Regions from separate parts of the Rattus norvegicus genome. Here region 1 is linked to region 2. A link is a contact called in public Hi-C data. All regions are on one chromosome and are shown on one strand. The core of a region is the stretch at or near the end of the contact, and the rest is flanking DNA. Distances in the headings are between cores, read along the strand shown.

Region 1 (4,823 bases), core at 475-2,974, 47 kb after region 2:
TTTTTTCTGGGTGCGGGAAACGGGGATTTAGACAGGGTCTCACATAGCCACAGCCCAGTCTGGTCTGGAGCTTGCTGTGTAGCTGAGATTGAACTTAAATTCCTTCACCTCCAAGTGCTGGGATTCCAGGTAGGACCCACCCTGCCTTGATTCTCTTGATAGTTATTGTCCTTCTCAAGTGATAGACCAAGACCACCTGCTCATCCAGACTCTTTTAAGGCATCCTCTTTCTGTGTCAACTTCCGGACACCTTTTAGAGCCCTGAAAGTCAAGATGTCCCTGCTGTCCCTCCTCTCCAGGGGGCCATGTACAGGCTGGGCTGGGCTTTCTTTCCTTTTGTCTTTTGGAAAGTCTACTCTTTTTTAAGTGGAAAAGGGCCCAGAAAGTGTTGAAGCTTTTAGTTCCCAAAGCAAAACAGTCACCATTTGCTCATTTATTCACTAACCAGGAAGAGGTGCAGGAGGAAAGCCGTGTTTAACACTCGTTAGAGCCCCAGAGACAGGGAACCTGAGGGGATTCATTCGACTAACTTGAGTTAGTTCCTTTCGGCTGCTAGCCCCCTAGAGAGAGAGAGAGAAAGAGAGAGAGAGAGAGAGAGAGAGAGAGAGAGAGAGCTAGACTGAAGCTGGAAGCCACCTCTGCCCACAAGGGGATGCAGACAAGACTTCAACACAATCTCAGAAGGGTTTCAGTGTTATAGGAACACGACGAGCTAGAAGGATTCGAAGACTATTCTGTGTAGTAACAAGAAAGCTTCTTCCTGTGACAGATCTGGGGAAACAAAGTCTGAGAGGAGAAACGAGTCCGAAGCTTTTCTCAGAAGGACAATGAATGCCTGGTGTGTAGGAGGAACAGCAAAGCGGGGAAAAGAGGTTGGAGTGAAGTCAGGGAGACAACAAAATAAACCATTTGTGAAAGCTGAGCCTGCATGTGGTTGGCCTGGTGGTTAGCAATCATTCCATTTGTTTATTCTTTTAACATATATTTATTTAGTATCTACTTTGGTGTTCGCCATCTAATGTATGGAGACAGACAAGCAAGCAAGCAAGAAACAAACATAAACGCCAGGTGCCTATCATAAATATTTGTGTTTCGCCAGTGGTTCAGCGTGGGCCTTATGGCGGAGGCAGCCCTAAGCTGCAGAGTAGGGCTCCTCCTCAGCTGGGACCGGGAACCCAGGTAGTTGGGGGAACATGTATGCTTTTTCTTCCTCCAAGGCCTTCTTTCCCCTCAAGATGGCTGACAAAGGCCAAGCTGGGTGAAAGCAGGAAGCAGTACGGGGTTCCAAGCGGGTGACCTGCAGGGCCATCACAGCGCCCTGGCCAGCCTTGCAGCAGAGGGGTGGTCGAAAAGCTGATGCGGTGTGACTCCAGCAGGAGCTCTTCCCTCTCTGGGCCGCTCATCCAGACCTGCGAGTGTGTGCTTGCATGTGCGTGTGTGCATCTGATCTAGGTTGGGGGACAAGGGAGGGTGTCTCAGGTGGAGAAGTCTGGGCACTATCTTTGGGCTCCGGTCATCCGGGAGGGTGACCCGCCAGGCATAGGGGGCCCAGGGGCGGCTCCCGAGGAGGCGGGGCGAGGAAGCTCGGGAGGGATTTCAAATCTCCCTCGCCCGTCCCCTTTGCTCCGCTGGCCGGTGAGTGGCTGCGGCGGGGGCGCCCCCCGGGCGGGGGCGGGGCGAGGGCCGGGCCGGGGCTACAAGGGCAGCGGCGCCGCCCCCTCCCCACCCACTCCCGTGCGCGCCCGGCCCAAGGCGTCTTCGTCGCCGCCCCTCGCCTCGCAGCCGAAGCCCGCGTGGACGCTCTCGCCTGAGCGCCCCGGACTAAGCCGGGTGGCCCACTGGCGCGCGGGCGAGCGCACGGGCGCTCCCGGCCGGCAGCGCGGGGGTTAAGCGGCCCAAGTAAACGTAGCGCGGCGATCGGCGCCGGAGATTCGCGAGCCCGGCACCCCGCGCCGCCCGCCGGCCACGACCCGCGGCGCGACCGCAGCGCCGCGCCACAGCCAGCCTCGCGACAGGTGAGGGCCACGCGCCCCTCGGGGACTGGGACCTGATGGCTGGGGCTGTGTGCGTGCTGGGGCGACAGGTTCCCTGGAGGCTCCTGGATCTTTGCGGGGGTCAGGGAGAACGGGGCGCGTGGCGCTTAGCGGGACGGGGACAGAGGAAGCGAAGTCCCCGCTGTACTCCGCCACTCTGAAGAGTTGAAGGCAGGAGAAGCAGCTTTTCTGGAGTGTAGAGTTGAGAGTACTTCGGAGCGGAGTGGGGCCCGAGCAGAGGCTGTCCCCAGGACCCAGTGTCCTTACCTAGCCCGGTTCGTACCCAGAGCCTCCTCGGGGAGGAATGGCTGGGATGTAGAGGGAGAAGTTGTCTCGTCCCTGTGGCAGTGGATCCGTTCTGACATGGAACCTCGGACTTCCAGGTTAGGATGGTGCTCTGGGTACCGGCATGTGGGGATGCGAGATGGGCGTTGTCCCCGGGGTCCTCCGGAGCCCAGCCACTTGGAGCTCTGGCGCAGCCGGCTGCTGGGAGGGGCTGGCCGAGCACACCTGGCCGGGGAGGAGCCAGTTGGGGGCGGTTCCTCACCGTGCCTGTTGCCCTAGGGGCTCACTTTCCATTCTTAACCTTCTTCCGGGGTGTGGTGGCCCCACTACCCAGTCCCTACAGTGAGTCCTTAATTACCAGATAACCTTCTGCCTCCACTTCCTAGCGGTCTATCGTCTGTACTTCAGGGATTGCTTAGGGATACCTGTGGAGTCCGTCCAGGCTAGAGGGTACAACCAAAGCGGAGACATGCTACGTTCCCAAGGTTGGACTGCGGCGCAGAGGGGAAGCATTTCTTGCACCAGTCCTGTACTCTCCATGCCTCTGCCTCCAGCCTGCCACCCCCTGCATCCCGGAGGCTTGGAATCCCTGTTTTCCTGCTTTGCACTCTGAGGCATATGAATTAAAATGAATTAAGGGCTCAGTAGAGTGCTTCCGGACTTGTGGATTTTGTGGATTGGTGGCACTCATCCACCTTCCTCTGTCCACCAGGCCTGCTGAGGCTTGTGAACCAGGCCTTGAAAACCTCAGGTATACACCTTTCCAGATTCGGGAGTCTCCCCTCCCCCACCCATAGTGCCCTGGGACCAAATCCAGGGACTTGCTTATTTCGGGTAAGCCACCTATCACTGGGTTACACCTCCCAGCTTCAAGGTAAACGTAGTAGGGTTGGTAGTCCAGCAAGCACGGTCTTTACTGTGTGGTTGGCCTCATTACCTATCAGCACATGGTTAGAAGCAGGCTGCCCTTCTCAGGCGAGCGCTATCTTGGATTTGTGCTCAAATCCTCTCATTGCAAAAGCCATTACAGGTCTATCCCTGTGCCTCAGTTGCTACCTGTTGCAATAGAAACAGTTCACAAAGGCTAGGGATGAAGGCAGCTTGTGGGCTCTTCAACCCTACGTCTTCAAGGTGGTGGCCTTCAAGTGGTACAGCACCTGGAGTAGGCCTCAGTTCACGAATGCTGAGGTATGTTGTGTCGAGTGGAATGGAAAGTCACCTCTGCCAGCCCCTCCTTTTCCTGCCTTCCTGAGGTAGTGTTTCATTCTCAGCTATGGAAGCCTTTCTAAACCATCATTGTCTGTGACTGGGGAGTTGGCAGGAAGGGCCTGTCTTTGTTTCCTTTTAAAAAAATGATATTTTATTCCGTATGTGTACACGCACGGGGCACCATTGTGAAGGTCAGGAAAACATGTGGCAGGCAGTACACTCTACCATGCGGGTCTGGAGATCAAACTAAGGACATCAGCCTGGGCTGCAAGTGTCTTTACCTGCAGGGCTTTCTCCATCACCAGCCCCTTTGTTTCCTGTTGGAAAAGGGCTGTGTTGTTTATGGTTTGGGGCCACTTCTTTTTTTTCTCCTTCCCGTTCCAAGTTTAAGGATTGCTAAAGGTGTAATTGACAAGCTAAGCCGAGTCCTTTACCTTTCCTGTTGGGGTGGCAAGAGCTGAGACAAAGGGGCTGGGGCCAGCCACATCCTTCTTAAAGCCATAGGCCAAACCCTTACCCCTACAAAGGCTGGGGGAGGGGAGAAGAGGATCTGGGAGCTGCAGGGGGCTGAGGGAGGAGGAAGGGAGGTGGGGCTGAGGAGGCTGCTTCCCTGCCTGCCCTTCCTCCAGCCATGTGGTGCCTCTGACCCAGAGACGCCTGTCACCCTTCATTGTTGCAGCCAAAGCACCCGATTGCAGTGGACATATTTGGACAAGTACTCCAACCAGGGGGATGTCCCTTGGCATTCTTTTGTCCCAGACCATGTTCCATGCCAACGACACCTAGTTCTGGAGATAACTTAGCTTGCTAAATCTGAAGTTTCCTGGGTCCTATACTGGTACAGGGTGCTCTCAGACCTGGTGGGTTTTTTCCCCCCTCTAGAAATAGGGCCTTCTATGTCGCATACGGTGTTTCAAACACAACATAATTCCTTTGCCCCCAAGTAGTGGCATGCATCACCAGGCCTGGCCTCAGCGGTATTCTGTTGGGTGGTCTGGCCTGCCTGTTTCTAACCTCTCCCCACTTATCTCCCTCAGGCCATGTCTGAGTGCTTCTCGTGTCCTTTGCAAAGTGTGACCGTGTATGTGTGTGTGTTCGCCAGCATGTGCACATCTCTCAGGGACCTTTTCATAGGTGATGGGGCGGAGGCTTTGGGATATCTAGTCACATTGATTGTTGTGACTAGCCTTTATTTTTTTATTTTTTTGGAGCTGAGAACCGAGTGCAGGGCCTTGCGCTTGTTAGGCAAGCGCTCTACCACTGAGCTAAATCCCTAACCCCATGACTAGCCTTTAA
Region 2 (4,991 bases), core at 1,029-3,528:
TATGTAGGCAAGGGTAGATTTCACTTCCTGAATGCTCGCTTGTATTAAAGGCAAGTATCGCTGTGCCTAGCCCCTTTTGCTTTTGAGATGGGTTCTTATTGTGCATCTCAGAATGGCCTCAGAGTTATGACAACCCTCTTGCCTTAGCCTCCTGGGTGCTGGGACTATAATCATGTATTACCATGCCCAGCTTAAAGCCTCAAACTTTGTGGCTACATGGGTAGGTACACATGTATACAAATGTGTGCTGAAGCCATAGGTTCACATGGGCTGCCACCTTCTTGTTTGAGATAGGGTCTGTCATTGAGCCCGGAGCTGACTGATTCAGCAAGACAAGCTGCCTGTGGAGCTCCGGGTACTCCCTTGGGGTTGCGTTCCCAGCAGGACGTGGGTGCTGGGGATGCAGCCTTGGGCCTTTGTTCTTGTGTGGCAAGCACTTTGCAGGTTCGTCTTCTCAGGCCAAACTAGGTATTTTTCTAGGGGCGTCTCTGTGTCGTCTGCCTACCTCAGGTCCAGGGCTCTCCTCGAAGGCCTTACTTCTTTCTACATACGTGCCAGAGTTCACTCACGGTTAATCCTTACATATGCAGCCATCGGGGGGCAGCAGTGAGCTAGGGCAGCAAGGACACCGTGATAAGGCTTCAGAAAGCCATCCTTGTTATAAACTAGATGCAGTATGTTCCCTACTGTCTGCTACCCTTCCAAAGTCCAGGGGAAAGCAGGGCATGGTGGTGCACACTTTAACCCCAGCACTCAGAAACTCAGAAGGCAGAGGCAGACAGAGCTCTATAAGCTTGAGGCTCTAGCAGGTAACAAGTTCCGGACTGACCAAAGTTACATAGCAAGACCCTGTCTTACTGATGTAGGAATGAGTTATGCCCACAGTGGGTGGGGCACTGAGTCGAAGCTAAGGGACAGAAGAGACCCTCAGGATGTCTACTCAGCCACTCATTCAACAAATATTATTCAAGTCAGGCATGGGGACTCATCTCGGTACTAGAGAAGCTGAAGCAAGAGGATTGCTGCGACTTTGGGGTCAGCCTGGGCTACGGAATGAATTTCAGAGTACGCTGAGCTGTGGAATGAGACACTGACTCATAAAGCAAATTTAAGCAGGCGATGGTGGCGCACGCCTTTACTCCCAGCACTTGCAAGACGCAGGCAGGTGGATCTCTGAGTTCAAGGCCAGCCTGGTCTACTGAGTTCCTGGACAGCCAGGGCTACACAGAGAAACCCTGTCTCAAAAGACAACAAGCAAGCAAACAGAAGCAAAAACAATGACCAAAAAAGCAAAGCTAGAATGACACATGCCTATAATCTCAGTGTTGGAGGATCCTAGCTGTTCAAGGTCATATGTGGCTATTGTTCCAAAGCCAGCCTGGGTTACCTGAGGGCCTGGCTCTAAACCAAGACACCGAGCTCTGTGCTGGGGGAAGCTGATAAAAGGGGCAATACCCTAGGTCAGAGTGGGGCCTGAGGTGAGACAGACGAGCGGCCAGGGAAGGCCTCTTAGAGAAAGGGACATGGAGCTGAGCCATGACAGTGAGGAGGAGTTTGCCCGGAGACCGGAGGCGCTCAGAAGGTCAGAGCAGAGCTGAAGTACTGAAGCCACAGAGAGGAGGACCAGACACCAGACAACGGCCACAGCAGGGCTGGACATCAATACTTTCTAACAGAGAAACCGAGGCACAGAACCAGGCTAGGAGATGACCCTGCAGTAGGCAGAGCCTGCTTTCTTGTCACTCAGGCCAGGCATCTGGCCCTTTGTCTCTGTGATCTTTATTCCTGGGGTCTGTAAGTCTGGTGCACACCCTGGGCCGGGGCTGACACCTGGGAGGCCCTGTGAGCACCAGGTGTCACTAATAAGTCAGTCGTCTAACAGGCGTCCGATAAATTGGCTCCGAGTGTCTCTCAAGCAGGGCACAGTGCTCCAAAGCTCCAAATACTGATGAAGCCAGCAGCACCTGTGTCTCCTACAAACATGCTACTTCTGGTCCTCACTGCTCCATGCTGAAAGCCACCTTCTGTAAACACAGGCCTAGGCAGTACTGAGAGCACTGCAGGCTTCCAAAGAGCCTTGAGCCCAGGCCCTCAGGACCTCCCCACAGTAGCATTTTGTATCAGTCTAGCTATAGAGCCAGCTCAGCTCAGCCTTCCAAGATGCAAGCTTGTAGGGCAGTGTGTCAAATGTCGTTGGCAACCCAGAGGCTGTTACTTGCCAGCTTACCAGTCTACCTGACAGTGCCATACGCCTGTATCCAGCAACATGCCAAGCACCGCCCAGGGGTAGGGACCGGGCCCAGCCAGGGGAGGCGTGGGGGAATGGTGCTGGGCCTGCAGGCTTGGTTTATCAGCTTGCACAGAAGGCAGAAACCACATGGCCAGGAAGTGGCAGGTGTGAGCAGAAGAGGAAGTGTACAGGCTGGAGCTGCCACTCGTCCCCATGTGCTGGTGATATCCCTGCCTCCTCTGATGTCCAGGGCTTCTGAAGTGACCACAGCACCAGACTCTGCCCAGGATGAACCTGAGGCAAAAGGGAACAGAGAGCAACCTTGGGTTCAGTCACTAATGCCATGAAAATAGGGGCACAGAGGAGGGTAGGGAGAGGGACCTCACTTCCTCCTCTCCCTCCCCGGGGAAGATCAGTTCTTTTCACAAGAAATGGTTGTAATTGTGGGTTTCGATCAGCCAGAACTCCAGGAAATGGAATGTCTAGTGAGGGAGACAGGTATGTTGAAGAATTAAGTACAGGGACAGAAGTCTCCACCAGAGCGCTATGGGCGAAACGACGAGATGGTTTCCCTCCATGGGGGTGGGGGGAGCTCCACATCCATCATGATGCAAAGGAAGCTGAACAGGGTAAAATGCAGTGACATCAGCTGCCACCCCCAACCATGCTGGCTGCCCAGAAGGGCAGCTGACTGTGAGCCCCAACAGAAATATGTGCTGCCCCAGATTCCCTCCTCCAGAGTAGGTTTATCCTCACCTGCCTGGCTCCTGGACAGTATAAGTAGGGCTGGAGGGAGGAGGAACCAGCACAGTGATTCAGAGGCAGTCCCCTAGGGAAGGCCGGGGCCAGCTTCCAGGCCTGTGTATTTTTTTTAGGTCTAGCTATATCTATCTGTCTGTCTGTCTGTCTGTCTGTCTGTCTATCTATCTATCTATCTATCTATCTATCTATCTATCTATCTACCATCTATTTATTGCCTGTTGCCCAAATTGGCCTCAGGTTTGCGAAGCTGGCCTTGAATTCCCACTCCTCTTCTCTACACCTCCCAAGGGCCAGGATTACAGGCACGTGTCACCGCTGCCGCTCCTGGAACCTTTAATCTTGTTTTCCTGTCCCTTGGCTGGCAGGACAGGGCTCTTTCCAGAGACTTGGCACAGAATTCCAGAGCTTGGCCTACTGACAAGGCGGTGGCAGGAGGCCTGTGCCAGAGGCTCCTCAGAACTCCAGGTCTTGCAGTCACACCCCCCCCCCCCCACTGTACTCTGCACAGAGCATGCAAGTAACTTCCCAGAATCCATCATCACAGTTGACCTCTAGAGGGGCCTGGAGCCTCTTGATCCCTGTCATAATGAGTCTCGGAGCTCATGGGCATCACTGCCTCAGGAGCCCCCAAGGCCTCTGTCTCTGTTCTCTGAGGCCTGTGCAGGGGGTAGTGGCAAAGCTAAGCAGGGGCTGGGCCTCCTGGGCTCATCTCAGTACCCTTTACTGAGCCCAGTGAGGCCCGCAGTGAATAAAGGGCACCGAGGAAGGTGCCCTGCAGGCCAGACTCTTCTGAGTGACATAGGTGGCCAATTTTCTCAAAGCTTCGTGAACTCGTGCGGAAGGAATGGCCCCTTACACTAGTAGGGACCTCTGGAGCCCTGACTCTCCTTAGCTGCCTCTCTCTCTGTCTCTGTTTCTCTTTACTTGAGACAGGGCCTTATGGAACCCAGGCTGGCCTCAAATTCATTGTAGCTGAGGCTAGTCTTGCTTGAGTCCCTCATTTCCCTGCACCCTGCCTTCTCTCCTTCCAAGTGGTGGGATGATGGACTCATGAACCATGGCTAGCTTCTTTTTATTTTAGTTTTTGGTTGGTTGGTTGGTTGGTTTTTGTTTGGTTTTGTTTTTGTTGTTGTTGTTTTTGAGACAGGTTCACTTTGTTACTTTGACTAGTTCGGAGCTCTCTGGGTAGACCAGGCTAACCCCAAGCTCAGAGATCCACCTCCCTCTGTCTCCCAGGTGCTCAGATTGAGGCACAGTACTATACCAGCTTGCTTTTTGTTTTTTGTTTGTTTGTTTGTTTGTTTGTTTGTTTTTTTGTTTTTTGAGCTAGGCTCTCACACTATAGCTTCTATAACTCTGGATAGCCTGGAACTCACTAAGTGCCCCTCCTGCCTCTATTTCTTGCATGCTGAGATGACAGGTGTGAGCCACCATGATCCGCTCCGTCCAGACTTTGAGATGGGCCTGAAAACCTTCCCACTGCAGCCAAAAGCACAGGGCTTCTCCCAGGAATGATTTCCCTGAACCTAAGGACTATTACTAGATTCAGTGACAGAATAATCTGGGGAGGGAGCTGGGGGCTGGCATGTAGGTAGAGAAGGCAGAATCCTTCCCTGTCTCTCCTTCCTGCTTTCCCAGGAGCTCTACCCCCACCCTAATCCCACCCTGCGTTCTGCTTCTAGGCCTGGCTGCAGAGGTCAATGTGAAGCAAGAGTGTGTCCCGGGACACCTCTGCTGGAGGCACAAAAGACTCCAGGCAGGCAGTGGTGCTGAAAGCTGCTGACAGCAGGCCTCCTAAGGAGGGAGCCTGGAGACAGGGGAGGAGGAGAAGCCCAGTGGGTCTGCTCCTCCCCCACTGTCACCATAAGCTAAGAAAAGCTGGGAGTAGAAAAACCGCCAAAGACCACCAGTGTCCCCGACCGACCGCACAGCTCTGTGCTGCACAGGCCTTTTGGTCTCTGGAGCCAGCTGCCCGGGGCTGATTAGGCTCCGGAAAAGA

What was found. Hi-C and Micro-C count contacts between places; a contact is called where the count stands out from the background.
Region 1: a contact with region 2 is called in a Hi-C map of liver, with 2.3 times the contacts expected there. The contact joins the promoter of Dnmt3b here to the enhancer-like site in region 2. A contact is called at or near these places in 2 of 12 Hi-C or Micro-C datasets (kidney and liver).

The regions. Positions count from the first base shown.
Region 1 is chr3:162,589,053-162,593,875 of GRCr8, forward strand. Dnmt3b (DNA methyltransferase 3 beta) reads left to right here and starts at 1,725. Exons shown (of 22, transcript NM_001396349.1): 1 at 1,725-2,015.
Region 2 is chr3:162,541,758-162,546,748 of GRCr8, forward strand. No RefSeq gene overlaps it. Among named protein-coding and RNA genes, the nearest start is that of Commd7, 30 kb to the right of the region's middle. Within about 2 kb of position 2,279, at least 16 of the 93 cell types and tissues checked have an H3K27ac peak or open chromatin away from gene starts, as enhancers often do. A contact at or near this core is called in liver, where this site is marked.